Regions from separate parts of the Arabidopsis thaliana genome. Here region 2 is linked to region 1. The links are chromatin contacts, called in public targeted proximity ligation maps. All regions are on one chromosome and are shown on one strand. The core of a region is the stretch at or near the end of the contact, and the rest is flanking DNA. Distances in the headings are between cores, read along the strand shown.

Region 1 (4,166 bases), core at 528-3,027:
AAGCAGCTATGTGATGAACAATTGCAAATATGTCACGGAGCGCAAATTTTAAAAGGAAAGGAAAGAACACATTACTTGTTAGATTGTCAAAATTTCCTACTTTCACCCATTGTCTATTCTTAGGTTCCACCTGCAGAAGTGTGGCAATAAGAATCTCATTGGTCAATTTACAATTATCAGAGAGATATATTATTCCTGGAACAGCAGCGTGATAAGAAATATACAAGAACTAGGCTTACCTTTTGTAGAGTATAGTCCTGCATTCTATCACACAGACCGTCCAACAAATCAACCACCCTCAGGTCGCTTATTCTATTTGAATGAAAAAGAAAGAAAGAAAATTAGAGGATCATCCACTGTGAGAAACCTGCCTAAAAAAAGCAACATAGCTACTCCTAAGAACTCATTGTGAATCGGTTGTTGTTTCACAGACACTCTTAGCAGTGTCAACCTATCAGATTCTTTCCCTTTCGTCATTGCTCCTAACTACGGATACATGTTACCCTCGTTAAGAATCACATTTTCAAAACTCGAGTCACGCTTTCATGCAAATGCACAAAAAACTTCAGTCCATTTTTATCATACTGATTTTCAGGATGTGGATATAAAAACAACGAGTACACGAATCAAAGCAGACATGGTCTCGTTTACAGATAATGCACAAAGAGGCAACAATGTTGTACCTGTAATCAATGACCTTTCCTTCACGCTGGCCTTTAGAATTGAGCCGGTTTCTCATATCAAGATGGTTTCGTGGCTTTTCCTGTTTAAGAGTTTATAATACCAAGTTACTAAAAATGTGCTTGTAAAATTGAAGCAATGTAACAGAAGCAGGCAAGCTTTGTCAATGTTATAATACAAGATGACAGATATTAAGATGTTCTTACCTTTAAAAGCTGTAACTCTAATTCCTCCTGCACAACATCAACCACCCTTATTAGTATTATAAAGGAAGGATTAAATCATTCTCAAAATCACGAAAACAAGTCTTCTTTTCATAATGACCAAATGCATGAACTGGGGGAAAAGTAACATTTTGAAAAAGAACATCTTCATATATTGAAACAAAACCAAGTTCTAGATTGCAATTCTTACGAAACAACCTCAGAAACCGAACAAATAGCTCAATAGTAATAATAAAGACTCAAACTTGAATCTCCAGAGTGCTAATTCAATCACAACAGAGATAATATACAGAAAAATGTGTCCACGGAAAATTATCCTGAACTCCTTTCACTATAACAGTTTCAAAAAGCAGAAATTAACCTTAGAAAAACCAATACAATTAGTACAGAACTAATGGATTTTTGTCCTAAATCAAACATCAATAAAGCTTCAAAACAACAACATCAGCTCGAATTTACTTTACTTCCCCCAGAAAATGCCAATGACCAGAAATTCGAAATTTATTAATAGAATCAAATCAAAATCTAGCAAATCTCATGTACGTAAATATATTTGCCATCGCTATATAACTCGCTCTAATTTGTCAGAAAATTTTGAGAAATCAAAGAGAGGAAAGTTAGAGATTCCAACGTACAGCGACGGCGTTACAAGCGGCGCATTTGTCATCGACGGAGGATCCATGGGAGAAAATAGCGATAATTACGGCGGTGAAGAGCACCAGCTTCGCCATTCTTACTCAACTCCTTCCGATCTGTCTCTTCTTCTCTCTCTGGGCAAAAGAGATTTTTGAAAAATGTAAAAACCACGTCATCACCTTGTTACGTTGCTAGGAACCAGTGAGATCAAGATATTAAGCCATGTCATACACCCCACCCTCTACACTTTGTTGGAGATCCGAATTACCGAATTCGGTTAAGGAGCAAGGTTACCAAAATTAACCAAATAAAAAATGAATTCGGTTATCGGTTTATTCGGTTGTTTTTTTTGGAGGGGTTAAAAACGGTTGTGTTTAAAATCCTTACAAAAATTTATGTTTGGTTTCGTTTGTGCTTTTGAGAGAATTATGTTATAATTTCATGAAATTCGGTTTATTTTGGTCTAAGTTGGTTAAAAAAATACTAAAAGTCCAGAAAAAAAAAGCAATATTGTTATAATTTCATGAATATTCGGTATTTTTTTTGGTTAAGTTTGTTGGAAAAATACTAAAAGTCCACAAAAGAAAAGCGGTTAACTATCTAACCGAACTCTCAGATCTCAATTTGGTTCAGAAAAACCGGTTCAGTTTTTAATCGCATGCCTACTTAGAACAGTAGACAGCTTATCCGGTTTGTCCTTATAGAAATGCACTGAAATGCTTCAGAGTGGTCTTCTCTCCAATGGACTACCACAATGTGTATCCATGTTTGGAATGCTTTCCAACTAATGCCAGAGGTAATCAAACTGCCTGCATTTCTGACTATCACGTAAACCAATAGGACCAAAGCCCAACTAACAGATTTTCCAAACAAATGTGATTATGTTTTCAGAGAAGATCGAATTCGGCTTTGGGAGTTTCACCCTTCACCCTTCACCAAAACTTCACCAAAGTTTCACCCTTTTTATTTTTTTACAAGTAGAGTTTGCTTATAAGACTGGATGTTCTGTAAAATAACGCAGTTAGACTTAAGACTCCCCCGCACTAATTCATTCATAGAGAGAGGCTCACGCTCACTCGTATGGATGCTAAACTAAGACGAAGAAATCATGAATTAGTAAACAATGGAAAACAGTAACACCGGCCCAAAAGAATAACATTTGGTGTGATCTTTTTTTCTTTTTCCGCTATGCACTGAACTTAAGTTTTTATCTGTGGCTGTGGGGTGAAACAATTTTAACCATTTACAAATGGATACTATGAATTAAAGACAAAACCTACAAAACAAAAATACTAATTCACCTAAGGTACTGATGAAACCGAAGGTCGATGATCTTGCCTTTCCCCTTCTACATGTCTTGGAGCTGGACCAAACATGCTCAAGAACACCTTCATCATCCATTCAAATCAATATGTCAAAACAACAACAAAAATTCTAAAATTAGTCTAATGTTTGAATGACCATGACTTACCGGTAAAAATACAAGGCCGTGTAAGAAACCGAGAAGGACTAGTGCCAAATACATCTTGAAGTAGTACACCTGTCAGGAAAAGAAAAAACAAATTAAGAAGCCAAATGCGAAGAAGGCAAGGAGAAAAAAAAGAGGCTTCAAGAGATCACAAGCACGTACCACAAAGACTTCTGATCTTGAGAAACCGAGCACAATCACCCCAACTAGTTTCGTCAATGTAATTCCACTGCCAACAATACATGATACACATTTTAGAATAAATTCAATATCTTGAACATATGTTAATGAGGACTTTAGTTTGTATTATAACTATTTATACTTCTGTTTGTTAGTTAGGCGATTTCTGATAAATAGAGAAGCATGACTTGTTTACGAGATGACATGCTTTTTAAGTTCATTAGTCGTGTTCAAGACTGACAAAATACCTGAAAACTGAAGCTCCCATCCCACCCAACGCCTCTTTCATCCGATGGTTTCTGTCCCCAGTGCTTATCTGAGCATTTCGTACAGTCAGAGTGACAATAGCAAATTGCTTGTGTATAATGCTAGTACAGACAGAGAGGGGACTAACCGAGAAAGCGTGTGTTATGTGTACGCAAAACTCAACCGCTATGCCCACGGACATGATTAGATTTACAACCGATAGTGCGTTTAGCTGGATATGAAAGACTGCCATAACTCCCTAGCATTTTTCAAGTCAAGTGTTCATAGGGTACAACATTAGTAACTTGAGTGTACGAAAACAGTTATCGGTTTTTTCATGAGTAGCAATGAGAGTGAATTACCAGGAGATCAATAATGATCATCGCGATCACCAGCAAAATAATTGCCGAGCTCCAAAAGCTGAGTCAGAAAGCAGACAGAAAGAAAAAGAAAGATATGTACAATCAGACTTAACCATATCTAACACAGAGGTTGGAGTAAATTTCAGTGAGAATAAGTTATACCTGCATGTGATGATTAAACACACGACAAACACGGCAGCTGTAAAATGATGGAACTTTCAAAGTCAGTTCATTTGTTTAGTCACAATACCTACCAACTAGAAACTCAAGCTAAGATCAGAGATTAGAAGATTAACGAACCGATGGCTATGGAGAGGTTGATTAATGCAGTTTTCCATATGTCAAGATATTGCTCAAAGAACATATAAA
Region 2 (4,253 bases), core at 1,311-3,810, 41 kb before region 1:
TTTTGCCATTCTTCCAGCGGAATGGTCGATTCAAGTGGATTCTTCTGACCTTTCGCAGCCGAAACCTCGAAAGGAGCTTCATCATCCACCATGTCAGCTTGAATCTTAAGTCCTTCAACAACCATTTCCTCTAGTTTCTGTAAAGAGACGGCTAAAACCTCCTCTGCCGAAGTCAATGGATTCTCCTCCACATTCCATATACCGGTCATTATTCTCTCCCTTCTTCCGCTGCTCATCGCGTTAGCCATTGTTTTAACAGCTGCGACAGTTCGCGCTGCGCTCGTGTTAGCTCTCTCTTTGTTCCTCCCTTGTATAATCGCTGACGCTATTCCTTCAAAAGCCACTTGCTCCCCTGTTTTCCCCATTAGCTCATCTATCGCCATAAGCGAAGATATCTTTGACTCTAGTTCCTCACCCGAACCCGCCATTCTATGAAATAGCTCGAATCCAGTGGCTGGTCCGGCTTCTGGTAGTACCTGTAATAAAGATTTCAGATTCCTGTTGTTGTAGGATTCTTTTGATTATGTAAATATTAATTCAGGCCTTACCACAATCTGTTTGGAGATTTGCATAACAAGCTTAGGAGTGTCTTTCCTCATGACCACCGTGTCGAAAGGGTTCATAGAGACTAAGTAACCACCGTCTCGTGTCTGAACAACGCAACCAATGCCTTTACCGAGATCCGAGAGGTAATTCTCCGATTCATCGTCTACGGATTCGCCAGACCGCAGTTCAGAGATGTCCATTTTGTGCTGATAAAATTTCAGCTTCTCGGTTTCTTCATCCTCAAGTAACTGAAGAAACTCCTTTGTCACAGTTTGTTCCTCTTCATCTAGCCTTTGTGACTCTGTTTCACCATCACCTCCATCACTCTCGTCTTTCATCATCGATTCAAGCGCTTTGATCTGCTTTGCAATTGAATCAAGCTCGGTGAGTCTCATTATGTGCCGTGGATCATCAACATTAACATGTTGTTCCTTCATCTCAACAGATCTTTCACCTATGGTTCCATCAGATTTCTCAGTTTCCAAGTCATCATCAAACTCAACTCCTTTATCCACAACTTCAAAATCTGGTTCCTCTTGATCATCTTCAGCTCTCTGTTCCGGTTTGTCGTTTTTCTGAACCGGTTTCTCCTCGGGTTTCTCCTCAGGTTCATCCAGATTCAAATGCTCCATCCCGTGAAAATCCGAAACTGACTCCACACCACTCGCTGGCGTCCACGCCTCGCTCCGGCTCGTCATTTTAGGGCTCGGAACACTAAACGACGTCTTCGATTGCTTTCGACCGAAGGAATTAGCGAAATTCTTAGGTTTACTACTCGGTTTCATCCCGAATTCGCCTTGTTTACTGTAAATCCCAGCTCCACCGTCTTTCTCCATAATCTGAAACCCTAATTTCAAAGCCAATTCACCCCCTTTAGCCTTCCCTGAAAGTCCCCAATTCATATCCCATTGCCTAACCCTAGCTCCTTCGTAATTCATCTTCTCTACCGACTCCTGAATCAACTCACTCAAATCCACCACATGCCTTCCAAACTCCAGTTCCTTGGCATCCACGGCGAAAAGATAAAACAAAAACGGACGAGCCTCAAACTTCGCTGGACTACCTTTACCGTTCGCCGGTGAGTAATACACATGGCACTTGATAAACAAGGTCTCCTCAAAATCAGCAGAACCCTGAGAAACCCTACACGGCATCGTCTGAACAGCACCGTCTTTAGTTTCCTTCTTCCTCACGCAAACTCCAAGGCGTAAACCATTCATCGACGCTGGAAGATTCTGCGCCGCCACAACCTCCACTGATAACAAACAGCTTAGCTTCTGCATACCAATCCGAACCAGCCCTCGAATCGGCTTCCAATTCCAAATCCCTTTCTTCTCTTCCTTCACACCCGAACCCGATGACGACTCCTCTGGTTTCTTGACAATCCTGTTGCTCTGAGTAACATTCTCTTCCTCCTCTACCTCAAGTTTCGGTCTCGACCGCCACGGAGACAGCGATAAACGCCGAGCCCGCGGCTTCGATACTGTCAAATCCTCAGCTCGTGCTGTACTCACTTCATCAGCAGAGGTAACAAGCGACGGAACAGAACTCCGAGGGAGAGCGAGAGAGTTTGTTCTCCTGTTTCCAACTGAAACCTGAGGTTTCTGGTAAAGGTTTTCACTTAGAGCTTCAAGTTCCGCGAGAAGCTGTGTGTTAGAACTCCGGCTACCGGAATATTCTCCTGCCATGTAGAAGAAGAAGAAGAAGAAGCTCTTCTGTGTTTTTTTTGGTCCCCAGAAGAAGGGATAAGGAAGCTGAGGGTTTATTTGGGGTTTGTGTGGTTATTATTATCGATAGGTTTCATTGTTTTGTCTGTCCAAAATTGAGAAAATTTATTAGTTGGTGAAGCGATTGGATCAGGATTTAGAATGTCGTGGCCTTCTCTCAACTCTGAAAGAGACACCAACCTTTATGGTCCCAACTAATTTATTGTCACGGTATGGTTTCGTTCAACGTTTTAGAATCGTTAGTTCTCTAACCTTGTGTTTGTGGTTGTTAGAGTTTTGTGAAATATAAATACTATATACTATACTATAATAAATGTCTAAGAAAAAAATTAAATTTTTCTCTGTAATCAGTTCAAAAATAATTGTATATGTCTCTGTAACTACAGTTTCAGTCTAATGGATTTACCGAATTGAAGCTTCTTTCTCTATCGAAACCTCGTGATCGTGTTGATCCCGATGTATCGTTCATTGAACCATCGATCTTTCTCTTCTTGCTTTCGTGCTTGGACTCTTCTTTCTCATCCATGAGAGACAAGAATCTTTGCAAACGAGTGGAGCGCATGGAGGAAGAGTCATGATTCTGCTGTTGATCTCTTGCAATGGCATCATCGGTTGGCTTTTTATAGAGCTGACGGATGATCTGAACAAAGTATAGGAAGAGAGCGAGGAGGCACGCGACGCCGCATATGAGAAATAGTCCCCAAAAGCTTTTTAGATGAAGCCTGTCTGATTCGAGCTCCGCGTTCTCTAGAGTGCATGCGTTCTTCATTAGCCATTTGTCGTGGATCCTTTGCAAATCTCCGTTCTCTGCTAGCTCTAAGATCGCTGTTGATAGATCTATTGCTAGAGGAGAGTCTCTAGGAAAGGCCTACGTAAAACCATTTATACATAAGTAACAGAATCTAACCAAACCAAATGGTGACAATATCTTTATACTTACAAATCCCCAGCCACTTTTGGTGAACTCTTGACCAACGATTCTATAAGCGCAGTTGCTGGAGAGGAAGAGTTCGACATAAGGACGTTCGTCAACAATCGCGGCAACGCCTCCTTTGCTTGGTCCATCTTTTAATGCCTTAGCATAGGCTTCAGGTGTTCCAAGTGGGACTAGGCGTGACTCTGATATGTTGAGTTCGTTCCTCAAATAACTCTCTGCAAATGAACCAACCTGGTACCCTATTGGATCATCTCTTTCTCTAAGGCTTTCAATTCCCTTGATGGGTGAAGAGAGCTGCTGAACCGTCAATATCGATGTCAGACTAGCCGTGTAGCTCGAGTTGATGATTAGTACAACGAATAGCCATATGATCAGAACCAACCGTCCAAGTGTACTAACTGTGTTCTCTCCTGTCAAAACCAAGGGAAAGAGTCATATCAGTCAAAAGCCAAACAATAACCAGTGGCACAGTAAGTTTTCTTTCGACATACTATGCGCGAAAAACATGGTCGAGAAGCTAAACCTGCAGATATCAAACAAACAATAAATGGATCAGCCAAAAGATAACAAGCAGTTGTCTCTAAGCTACTTCTCTGAAATATATAGTAAACTGACCAGAGAATTGTGACACATTGTCTCTTAGGTGGGCCTCTGAATTCATCGTTAGTCCTATGTTCCAAGATCCAAACAACAATGCCAACAAAGAGAAAGCAACAACCCGTGACAGCCCACATAAGACGGTTGAAAGGTCGAAGAAAAGCCCAGGCTCCTGAATTCAGTTTTTTAAAAGGTGCAACTACAACTAGTCCTGATGCTGCATATGGTTGTGTGAAATCTACAATCTTTGTCCGGTTTGTTACAATGGCAACATCACCTACTACCCCATCAAAATTCTGCAGTAAATCCATTTTTACAGTAAGTAGAAATGGTAAAAGTAACTTCTATGAAAAAGAATGTAATAAGCACTCACACCAGTTGTTATCATCTCAACCATATGCGTGTAGCTCGGATTCTCCTTTCCATTTCCATAAGGAATAAACTTG

Evidence for each region.
Region 2: a contact with region 1 is called in a targeted proximity ligation map of shoot, with 19 read pairs. A contact is called at or near these places in 8 of 26 Hi-C or Micro-C datasets (callus, leaf, root and 2 more), 2 of 2 datasets of targeted methods (seedling and shoot) and 3 of 3 other capture datasets (root, seedling and shoot).

Annotation. Positions count from the first base shown.
Region 1 is chr1:15,933,767-15,937,932 of TAIR10.1, reverse strand. AT1G42480 (TLR4 regulator/MIR-interacting MSAP protein) reads right to left here and starts at 1,777. Exons shown (of 9, transcript NM_103436.3): 1 at 1,541-1,777; 2 at 888-914; 3 at 684-763; 4 at 240-312; 5 at 76-130. The coding sequence starts at 1,636. It overlaps AT1G42470 (Patched family protein), which reads right to left. Exons shown (of 37, transcript NM_001333199.1): 30 at 4,098-4,166; 31 at 3,960-3,996; 32 at 3,798-3,855; 33 at 3,584-3,694; 34 at 3,438-3,505; 35 at 3,172-3,238; 36 at 3,013-3,081; 37 at 2,404-2,929. The coding sequence ends at 2,843.
Region 2 is chr1:15,975,112-15,979,364 of TAIR10.1, reverse strand. It overlaps PMI1 (plastid movement impaired1), which reads right to left and starts at 2,560. Exons shown (of 2, transcript NM_103439.7): 1 at 549-2,560; 2 at 1-476. The coding sequence starts at 2,234. GLR3.3 (glutamate receptor 3.3) reads right to left here. Exons shown (of 7, transcript NM_103438.3): 3 at 4,181-4,253; 4 at 3,826-4,103; 5 at 3,702-3,733; 6 at 3,214-3,620; 7 at 2,552-3,141. The coding sequence ends at 2,662.